2 separate regions of the Gossypium arboreum genome follow, and region 1 is linked to region 2. A link is a contact called in public Hi-C data. All regions are on one chromosome and are shown on one strand. The core of a region is the stretch at or near the end of the contact, and the rest is flanking DNA. Distances in the headings are between cores, read along the strand shown. Region 1 holds the start of LOC108478405 (brassinosteroid-responsive RING protein 1-like). Region 2 holds the start of LOC108479766 (AT-rich interactive domain-containing protein 1).

Region 1 (4,691 bases), core at 495-2,994, 140 kb before region 2:
TAAATCATTGCAAAATTGAAAGTTTGTATAAAATGCAAGAAGGCCCATCATGTAGTATTCTATTATTTAATAATAATCCATTAAATATATGGTATATTGTCACTAAGTCCAATGTAATGGGACGTGAGTTTTAATCTTTTATTTATAATTTGAGGAAAAGTTACATGTAGTTTTAGATGTTGTGTAAAATAAATAAATATAATTTATAATAATTAAAATAAAAAACATTTATTATAAAATTGATTTACTATTTTTACTTATATTTGACTTGAATGCTTAATTTGGTAATTAAATTTTTTAAGTACCTATATCTTTTTTTTACTAGAACATAAATGTCAAATATTTATTCGACTACGTGCTATAGTTTAGTTTAAGTGTCAATTGAATATTAAAATTAAATTTAAATATTAAATTAAAACAAAACACTCAAATATTAAATTAATATTTAAACATTAAAGCTAAATATGAATACCAAATAATATATTAACTCTTTATTATATTATCAACCAAACTCATGATACAATAAAAAAAAATGGAATCAAAATTTAATTAACATCAAATCCAGCATTCTACCAAAGTGCTGTTGTAATTTATATTCTATTTTTAAAATATAATACCCATTAGTAATTGATATACTTATAAAATAATTATTAATTTATTTAATTATTTATTGGTGGATTTGGCGTATCCCGCGTTTCACTCAATTCCTCACCCCTTCCATTTACGCCACGTGACACGTGTGCTATTTTTCTTACATATTCTTACTTTATAGTGGGTAGCCTTAGTTTACTCCTTGTTTCACTCTAGGTCTATTTCTTGGTTTGGTCCCTCTACTTTGTTAAAATTTTAGTTTTGGTCCTTTTATTTTAATTTGATATCTTCTATTCTTATAGTATTGGATAATAGATCCAAACAATTAACACCGTTAATAATGATAGATGGGTAACCTCTTTCTCTTTTTATTAAAAATGCATGCCATATGGATTAATTTGTTTAAATTTGAGTTATATTATATTATAAATGCAATAAATTAGTCTCCAGTTTCACCGTGAGTAGTCGCCATGTGTAAGTTTTGTTTTGTTATATTTTAGTTCTTTAGCCATTTGTACCGTGTATTGGTTTTGTAGTTGTTGAGACATGTATATAATTACATCATGTTTGTGCTTATATTTATATTTGCACTAACATTACCCAAAAAAAAAAAATTTAATCCGGAATTAAAATGGAAAAATTAAATTTGAAATTTCAATGGTTAAAGCACTTGGAAGATCCCTATATTATATGGACTATATCAAGCTATTCTCTCTATTATTAAATAGATCAATTTAGTCCTTATACTATTAAAAAGAATTGAATAAGTTCAAATTGTAACAAATTTAACATTTGTTGTATAAAAATATCTTTAATTATTTTTTCAATTGCGATTCAATTCCAAACAAAAATTTCATTTACAAAATCATAAAAAGAATTTTAAAAATATTACCTTCGTTAAACAGTAGAGGATGTTTTTCAAAAAGTAAATGTTAACTCTATTTCAATTTAGCTTTATTTGATTCTTTTTAATATTATATGGACTAAATTGATGTATTTAATAATAGAGGAACTAATTTGATATGGGGATCTCCGAGGTACTTTCACCAAATTTCAACAAAGTAAAGGGACCAAACTCATATTTAGGCCTTTCATCGCGCCACCAAAAATTCCCTACCCACGTCACAGCCGGTGACTCGATCAGTTAGAATTTAGTTCTGAAAAAAAGCAGAAGCTTCCTTTTCTTTTTATCTCTCTCCTTCACTCGTTTTTCCTCTTTTCTCTCTCTATAAATACCCAAATCAATAGCTCTCTTTATAATTTATTCTGTTTTTTTTTTTAATTTTCTGTTATTATTATTTTTTTGTTCATCAATGGGATTCCCTGTGGTTTACACAGACGTTTTCGTACCCAAATTCTTCGTTCACACGCTATCGTTTTTGGGTTTCATCAGAAACCTAATCCTCTCACTTTTTAATTACCTCGGACTCTCCGATTTCCTCGAAACCGACACCGTTTGGCCGGAAAACCCGACCCGAACCACACCTTTTAAACCGCCGGTATCCGCTCTCTTGATCCGTGAAATCCTACCCGTCGTAAAGTTCGAGGAACTAGCGGTGGTCGGTGGTGGTGATCCGCCGGAGAGTTGCGCCGTTTGCTTGTGCGAGTTCGAAGGAAAGGAAGAGATCAGGTGGTTGAAGAATTGTAAGCATGTTTTTCATAGAACGTGTTTAGACCGCTGGATGGATCACGATCAGGTGACGTGTCCGCTTTGTAGGACATCGTTTGTACCTGATGAGATGCAAGCTGAGTTTAATCAACGGCTCTGGGCAGCTTCTGGAATCGTCGATTTTTACAGTGAGTACGGTTCCGTTGCCGGGTTGTAAATTTTTGTGTTATCCATTTAGTTTAGTGAAAAAAATTGTACATTATAAATGTACACGGATCAAAAGATTATCCCTTTTTTAGGCTAAATTTTATATATTCGAAAAGAATTTGATAAGTTTTAGGTTAAAAATATGATTTTTGGGTTCTTAAGAATTCAATAAAATCCACCATTTTATTTTTCTTACTCTTTTTATACCTATAATTTTGCTCGCATTTTATTTTCTTTATTTTTATTATACATTGATTATCGATTAAATTAATCGAAATTTATATGTTTTATTTTTTTAAAACATATAAGAAAATACATTGAAATTAACCGATATATATATTTTTCCTTGAAAGTTAACTAAAATAATCGAAATTTTATGTATTGAAACACTACATAATTGAAATTTTAAAATCCATTAATCGACCTCCGATGAACTAAGTTAGGCTACTAATCGATTAACCGAATTAAATCGATTAATTTAGTTTTAACCGAAGTTTGAACATCCCTACTTAGAACGTCACGTTCAACATGTTTTTGAATAAAATATTTTTATTAATAAGAACCATGGAAATAAAATGCAAAGACATGGACATATAATAAGAGAAGATTTTTGAGAATAATTTTAATACCTTATCTTGACAAATTTCATACTAGAACATGATTATAAATTAAAAATTAAAACCAAAAACATTTCTAATTTTGAGAAAATAAAATAAATAATAACCATGAAAATTTAAGAGAAAATAGGTTGAATAACAACAAAACTTGGATAGTGTTGATTAAAATAATAACCACCAAAGTTTTCAAAGAAAATAGAATGGATTAAAACTAAAGTTAAAATATAAATAAAAGATTACAGTGAAATAAAATAGAGTGGACCAACAACCAGTTTGGAGGTTAATGTCGTCGCTGATAAAATTAATATTTGATTTTAAAAAATTGAGCGGCTAAATTTTTTAAGATTTCCCATGCTCAATATTTTTATTCCATGATTATGATATTGGTTATGTGAAATTTTATTAATACAAAAGTTATATAATTCAATTTAACAATTATTAAATTAAAAAGAGTAAAAAGAAAACGATATTTAAAAAAAAGACTACATTTTATATTTATATATCGGTAGTCTATATCATATAAAAGTTAATATATAATATTATAATATAAAAATTTGAATAATCTATTTCTAAATTGAAATTGAAATTTAACCAAACTCATAATCAACTTTAGGGCATTTGGTGCATAACTAAAAAGCAAAAAGGGATAAAAGTTTCCCATTTATGGTTCTTACAACTTGAATGTTACAAATCATGTTTTGCTTGGATTTTATTTTCTTTTTTTTTTTTTTTTTTTTTTGTTATATGGGATAATTATTTCCATATTGTAAAATTAGTGGTTAAATTTCTTTTTTTCTTTTTTGTAAAATTGTATCATAACAAGTATTGTCATCTTCCTTAAAAGGAGAAGAGAAAAAGGTAATGATGTTTCTTGATTTAGTTATTAAAAAATTATTGTGGGGTTGTTAAGATTGCTTTTTAGTAAATTAACCCAACTTTAAGTTAAGGTTTTAGAGTAAGTTACAATTAAGCTGATGGTTGAACAATTTTTAAGATTACAATGAAAATGAAATTAGGTAGACTCGAAATCGATACGTTCTGATCTATTCTGATTAAGTAAGAATGAGTTTTTAATTTTGAAAATCGAGCTTTGAAATGTTATAAATTGAATTCTTTATTAAAAATTTTGAGGAATAAGCTTACGAGAAACTTGCCCTATTTTATAGTGGGGGAGATGGGGAACCCCAACTTGTAAACACTTTTTACTCTTCTTTTGGAAATTTTTAATCTCTTTTCATTATGCAATCAAATTACATCCGGAATTTTTTAACAATTTTTTCAATATAAAGCTACTAACAACTAGTTATGTTACTTAAGTTTGAGTGGATATCGAGGTAAAAGTATCATAAATGCTCCTATAGTATGAGTTAGATTATATTTTGTTTTATTTTAAAGTTAGACTATGTACATTAGATCAATGAACAAATTAATTATTTCTCTTAAAAGTTTCATTTATTTATACAGTTAAAAATTGATGTGACTAATAAAATACACGTGGCATGCCAAATGTACTTTATGCTAACGTACAATGAGCAGTTTTTAACAATAAAGATGAATAGAATTTTTAACAAAATGATCAGTTTGCTTTTTTAATATAATGTATAGGGATTAATTTATATATTTTTTAAATAGAAAGAGTAAAATGTAATTTGATTTCTAGTACAAAG
Region 2 (4,540 bases), core at 85-2,584:
AAATAAAAAATAGATACCTATTATTATAATTTTAATGTTTATATACCTTATTATATTATATATATAATCTAATATAATTATCAAAACATTTTAAAAATTAAATATTAAAAAATTCAATTCAAATTTTTAAACATTTCATCAAACACCTTAATTTAAAAACTCTTTTGTGTTGCAAATTGAATTTTAACTCGATTAACATGAATATTGTTGTCAATGTAGGAGGATGTGGGTTCGAGTAGTTAAAGCACATTATCCTCCTATTTATGGGTTGATGATGAGCTTTGAATAGTTTTAAATATTGTGTCAAAGAGAAGATATTATCAAAGTCTAAAATGAGAATATTAAAAAAAAAGCTCTTCTGTGTTTGATATTTTATTTATATGGGTATATACATAAAATCATGAAGATAAGGATAAATATGTATATCCAATTTTATAACTAAATAACAAATATCTAGTATATTTTTAAAAAATTTGTATAAACACAAATTATTTCAAATTCATAAATAATAATATAAAATAAAAATATAACATCTTTTGCGATGTATAAATCATGGGAAAATATAAATAATCGTGTAAAATAAAACATTCAACTGTTAAATGTATATTAATATAGACAATATTTTAAATCGATATGATAAAAATATCGATTGATTTAAAAATTTAGATGCATGACAAGTACTATTACATTAATAAATTTAACGGTTAGATTGTTAAAATATTACTCATATAAAAGTTATGGAATGGTATAAAACTTGTATAAGTGAATCTCTCCCCATAAATCATTAACAAAAATTATATCACAAATTTATAAATGTTTAAGAAAAAGATTTCATCCAAATATGTATAAAATTTCATTAGTTAAAATATTCACAAAAATATTTATAAGGAAAAAAGTTATCTCAATTCAAGATCTAAAGAGAGTTAATTGTGTTGATTTGAATCTCTCACTAAATAAGACTATTAATGAGATAAAGCTTTAAAGAAAACTAATAAAAAACAATCTAATAGTTAGATTATGTTTTAAAGAAAGCCGATGGTTTCAGATCTATCACTAAATAAGACTTCTGATGAGATTCGAATTACGATGCTTCTCAAATATAAACGAGTTTTATTTTTACTATACTTTAAAAGATATGAGTTGTCACTCACTTGTGAGATTTAAAAAACTTATAAAAAAATATTTAAAAATTTTTCAAACTTTATTTCCTCAAAAACTTTTATTATTCTTGAGATTTTAAATTACCAAACTATCCCCTCAACCCATGGTTATTAATTAACCAAAGGTTAACCAATCATGACAAATAACTAGTATAAAATAAAGGGTTTGGGGGTGGGGGACTTTGTTTGAAACCCTACTCAAAAACTTGCCCATACTTTTTTTCTCTCCTATATATATATTTAACACATTCATTATTCACCCCCAAAGAGTTTTTTTTCTTTTAAGATTTGAAAAAAAAAAACCCCAAAGAGAGAGAAAAAAATAGCAAAAAGAGAGGGGCTTAATAAAAAAACCCTAAAAAGAAAAGGGTAGAAAAAAAAGTAGCAAAAGAGAGAATTTGAGGGGTGAAAAAGAAAAAAAACCCCAAAGGCAAAGGGAGTCTAAAGGGAGGGGCTATCGAAAATCCTTGCTTATTTTCACACCCCAAAGGGGCCAAAAGGAAAAAAATATAATACTGGTATGTTTATTTTTCAATTTTCTCTCTTTATTTTTGAAATTTTTTGTTTAATTAGTCTAAATTTTTATAAGAGAAATTCAAAATTGTTTGAGAATCTTGGATTTTCTATTCAAGGGTTTGTATCTGTAAAACCTTGTAATTTAGCCCCTGAAGAAAAATTCTAAAGCCGTTTTTCCTCTTTTCGCTCCATCTGCAATTAAGAGAAAGTGAGAGAAAGCGCGGGACAAAACCAAAATTCACAAATCAAAACCCTAGATTATTAATTTTCATTTTTTCCGCCAAAAAATTGATAGCATGCAAGACCCCAGATGATTAGTTGGTATTTAAAATCTAAATATTTCAGTTGTGAGTTTTTTTTTTTAATTTGTTTTTATTTCGTTTTGGTCCCCCAAAATTTTATTTATTTTGCGTTTTTGGTGAAAGAATGAATGATTATACAAATATACAAAGAATTATTTGTTTTTAGGTTTTGAATTCGAAATCCATGGCAGGGTGGTCTATGAGAGCTGATGGGTCTTCACTAGATTGCGCTAAAACCCTAGAAAAACTCGAGCCAGCTTTGGTCGATCTCGATCCCTTTTCTGAAGGATTGTTTTTGAAATCTGAACCTGATAAGATTAGGTTCTGGTTTAACAAGTTTCTTGGGTTGTTTTTAAAAGAGGTTTGTGCCCAAGGTTGCTATCGGCCTCTTCCTCCATTGCTTGCAGATGGGCAACCTGTGGATTTGTTTAAGCTTTTCTTGGTTGTAAGTGAGAATGGTGGGTACAATGCTGTTTCAAAAAGTGGGTTATGGGATTTGGTTGCTAAAGAATCTGGGTTTGATTTAAATGTGGCTTCATCTCTTAAGTTAGTTTATGTTAAGTACTTAGTTTCATTAGAGAGATGGTTGGAACAATTTTTTCAAAGTGAAGACTCGAAGATTGAATCGAATTGTAGTGGTCATTTGATGGAGTTGGGAGCTGAGCTTAAAGGGTTTTTGTTGGAATCGAAGAAGAAAGTTATGGAATATTCACAAGTTGAGGAGAGTATAGTGGCAGGGTCAGATAGAGGAGATAAGTGCGTAAAAGGGGAGGAATCTATGCGTATCGATTTGACAAAGAGGGTTTTACGTTATGAGGAAGTTGAAAATTTGCAGAATGATGATGATCTAAAGAGTACGTTGGTTGAAAATTTGCAGAATGATGATGATCTAAAGAGTACGGTGGTTGATTCGGAGTGTGAAAAGAGGTTCATTTTAATCGATGTAGATGATATGCCTTCCGATATGGCGAAAAGTGGCACCAACTCAATGTGTAACGAGGATGAGGATTGTGTTGAATGTAAGCAATACACGGATATTGTTGATGATGATGATGTTATGATATTAGATTCAAACAGCATTAAGGAAAACTTTTCATCTCATAAGCGAAAACGGGATTCTACATGGGAAATGCTTAATTGGGTTAACGAGGTTGCAAAGGATCCTTGTGCTTTGGTGGTTGGTTCATTACCAGAGAGTTCAAAATGGACGGCTTATGGGAGTGAAGAACTTTGGAAGCAGGTTTTATTGTTTCGGGAAGCTGCCTTTGGAAGAAAGGATGATAGTTCAAGTGCTGGCCAGTCCAATTTGCAGGTACGCATCAGCCTTTTCTAAGCTTGCCTGCATTTTGTTCATTAATTCAAGCTAGATGTTAATATACTTATCACCTGTTCCTTTTATTGTTTATTTTGTTAATTGATCTTAGAATAATTTATATCATTCTTAAATTTCAATTTCATTGAATGCTGTGGAGGTAGTTTGCTTGAAAATGCTCCATTATGCATTTTTACTTCCTTGTGATTAATAAGATCAGCTGCATGTCATCCATCTTGGTGCTAGAAAAGGAAAGTAGCAAAATTAGCCATTGTTGATAAAGTACTGAGAGGCTCTTATATTACGAGTGAGATTGTATTTTGCATATCTACTAATGAGTAAATTAGTCCATGTAATTTAGATTAAATAGCAAATTTGTTCTATTAAAAATTTCTTTTATTTCTACTTTTAAAAATTGGTTCATGTACATTAACATGAAATGCAGGTGGCACGTCGCCTGTAACTGTTTGACCAATTTTTAACCTTAGGAATTGATGAAATTTTAATAGAGATGACCAGTTTGCCCTTTATTCTAACGTATAAAGATTAATTTATTCATTTTTTTAATAAATGGTACAAAATGTAATTTGACTCTTAGTAAAGGGCCTCCGTTGTACTTTTACTGTCATTGTTCTAAACATATCTATTCATCACTCTGCATGCCCTTAGATTTAGGTTGTTTATGTGTGTCATATTTCATCACATTCATTCAGGGGTAAGCGTTTGATCGATCGAATTAAGTGAAAAAATTGAGTTAATCGAGTTGATTAGTCCTATTTTATCATCTTAACTCGATTTGAATTTTTTTTAATCGAGTCGAATGAAATTGTTTGAGTGTTAAATTAAAATCTTGTTACAGTATAACTAATTCCATTTTAGAGCACATAAATTCAAAGCCATATATATTTGAAAACTTTTTCAAAGTAAAATAGTAAAAGAATACTATCATACACTTGAATCATTAATTAACTTATTTAGACCCAAAATTATTATTATAGAAAATTTTAATTTTTAACTTTCTTTATATATATATATTTAGAATTTTTTGAAATTTTATAAATATTCTGAAATTTAAAATTTTTTGAAAATTTGAAAATTATTTTGAAATTTTTATTGAAAGTGATCAATTTGTTCATTTTCAAACTTGACATAGACTAAAATAGTATTTACACCAATCTGTTATTTGAATATTCGAGTTATTCAAATTGTAAAATTTAACTCAATTTAATTAACTCGAAATTCGAATTTAT

The links. Hi-C and Micro-C count contacts between places; a contact is called where the count stands out from the background.
Region 1: a Hi-C map of leaf shows a contact between it and region 2, with 2.6 times the contacts expected there. The contact joins the promoter of LOC108478405 here to the promoter of LOC108479766 in region 2.

The regions. Positions count from the first base shown.
Region 1 is chr12:90,138,599-90,143,289 of ASM2569848v2, forward strand. It overlaps LOC108478405 (brassinosteroid-responsive RING protein 1-like), which reads left to right and starts at 1,745. Exons shown (of 1, transcript XM_017780861.2): 1 at 1,745-2,548. The coding sequence starts at 1,905. The coding sequence ends at 2,417.
Region 2 is chr12:90,279,630-90,284,169 of ASM2569848v2, forward strand. It overlaps LOC108479766 (AT-rich interactive domain-containing protein 1), which reads left to right and starts at 1,335. Exons shown (of 3, transcript XM_017782543.2): 1 at 1,335-1,678; 2 at 2,170-3,290. The coding sequence starts at 2,178.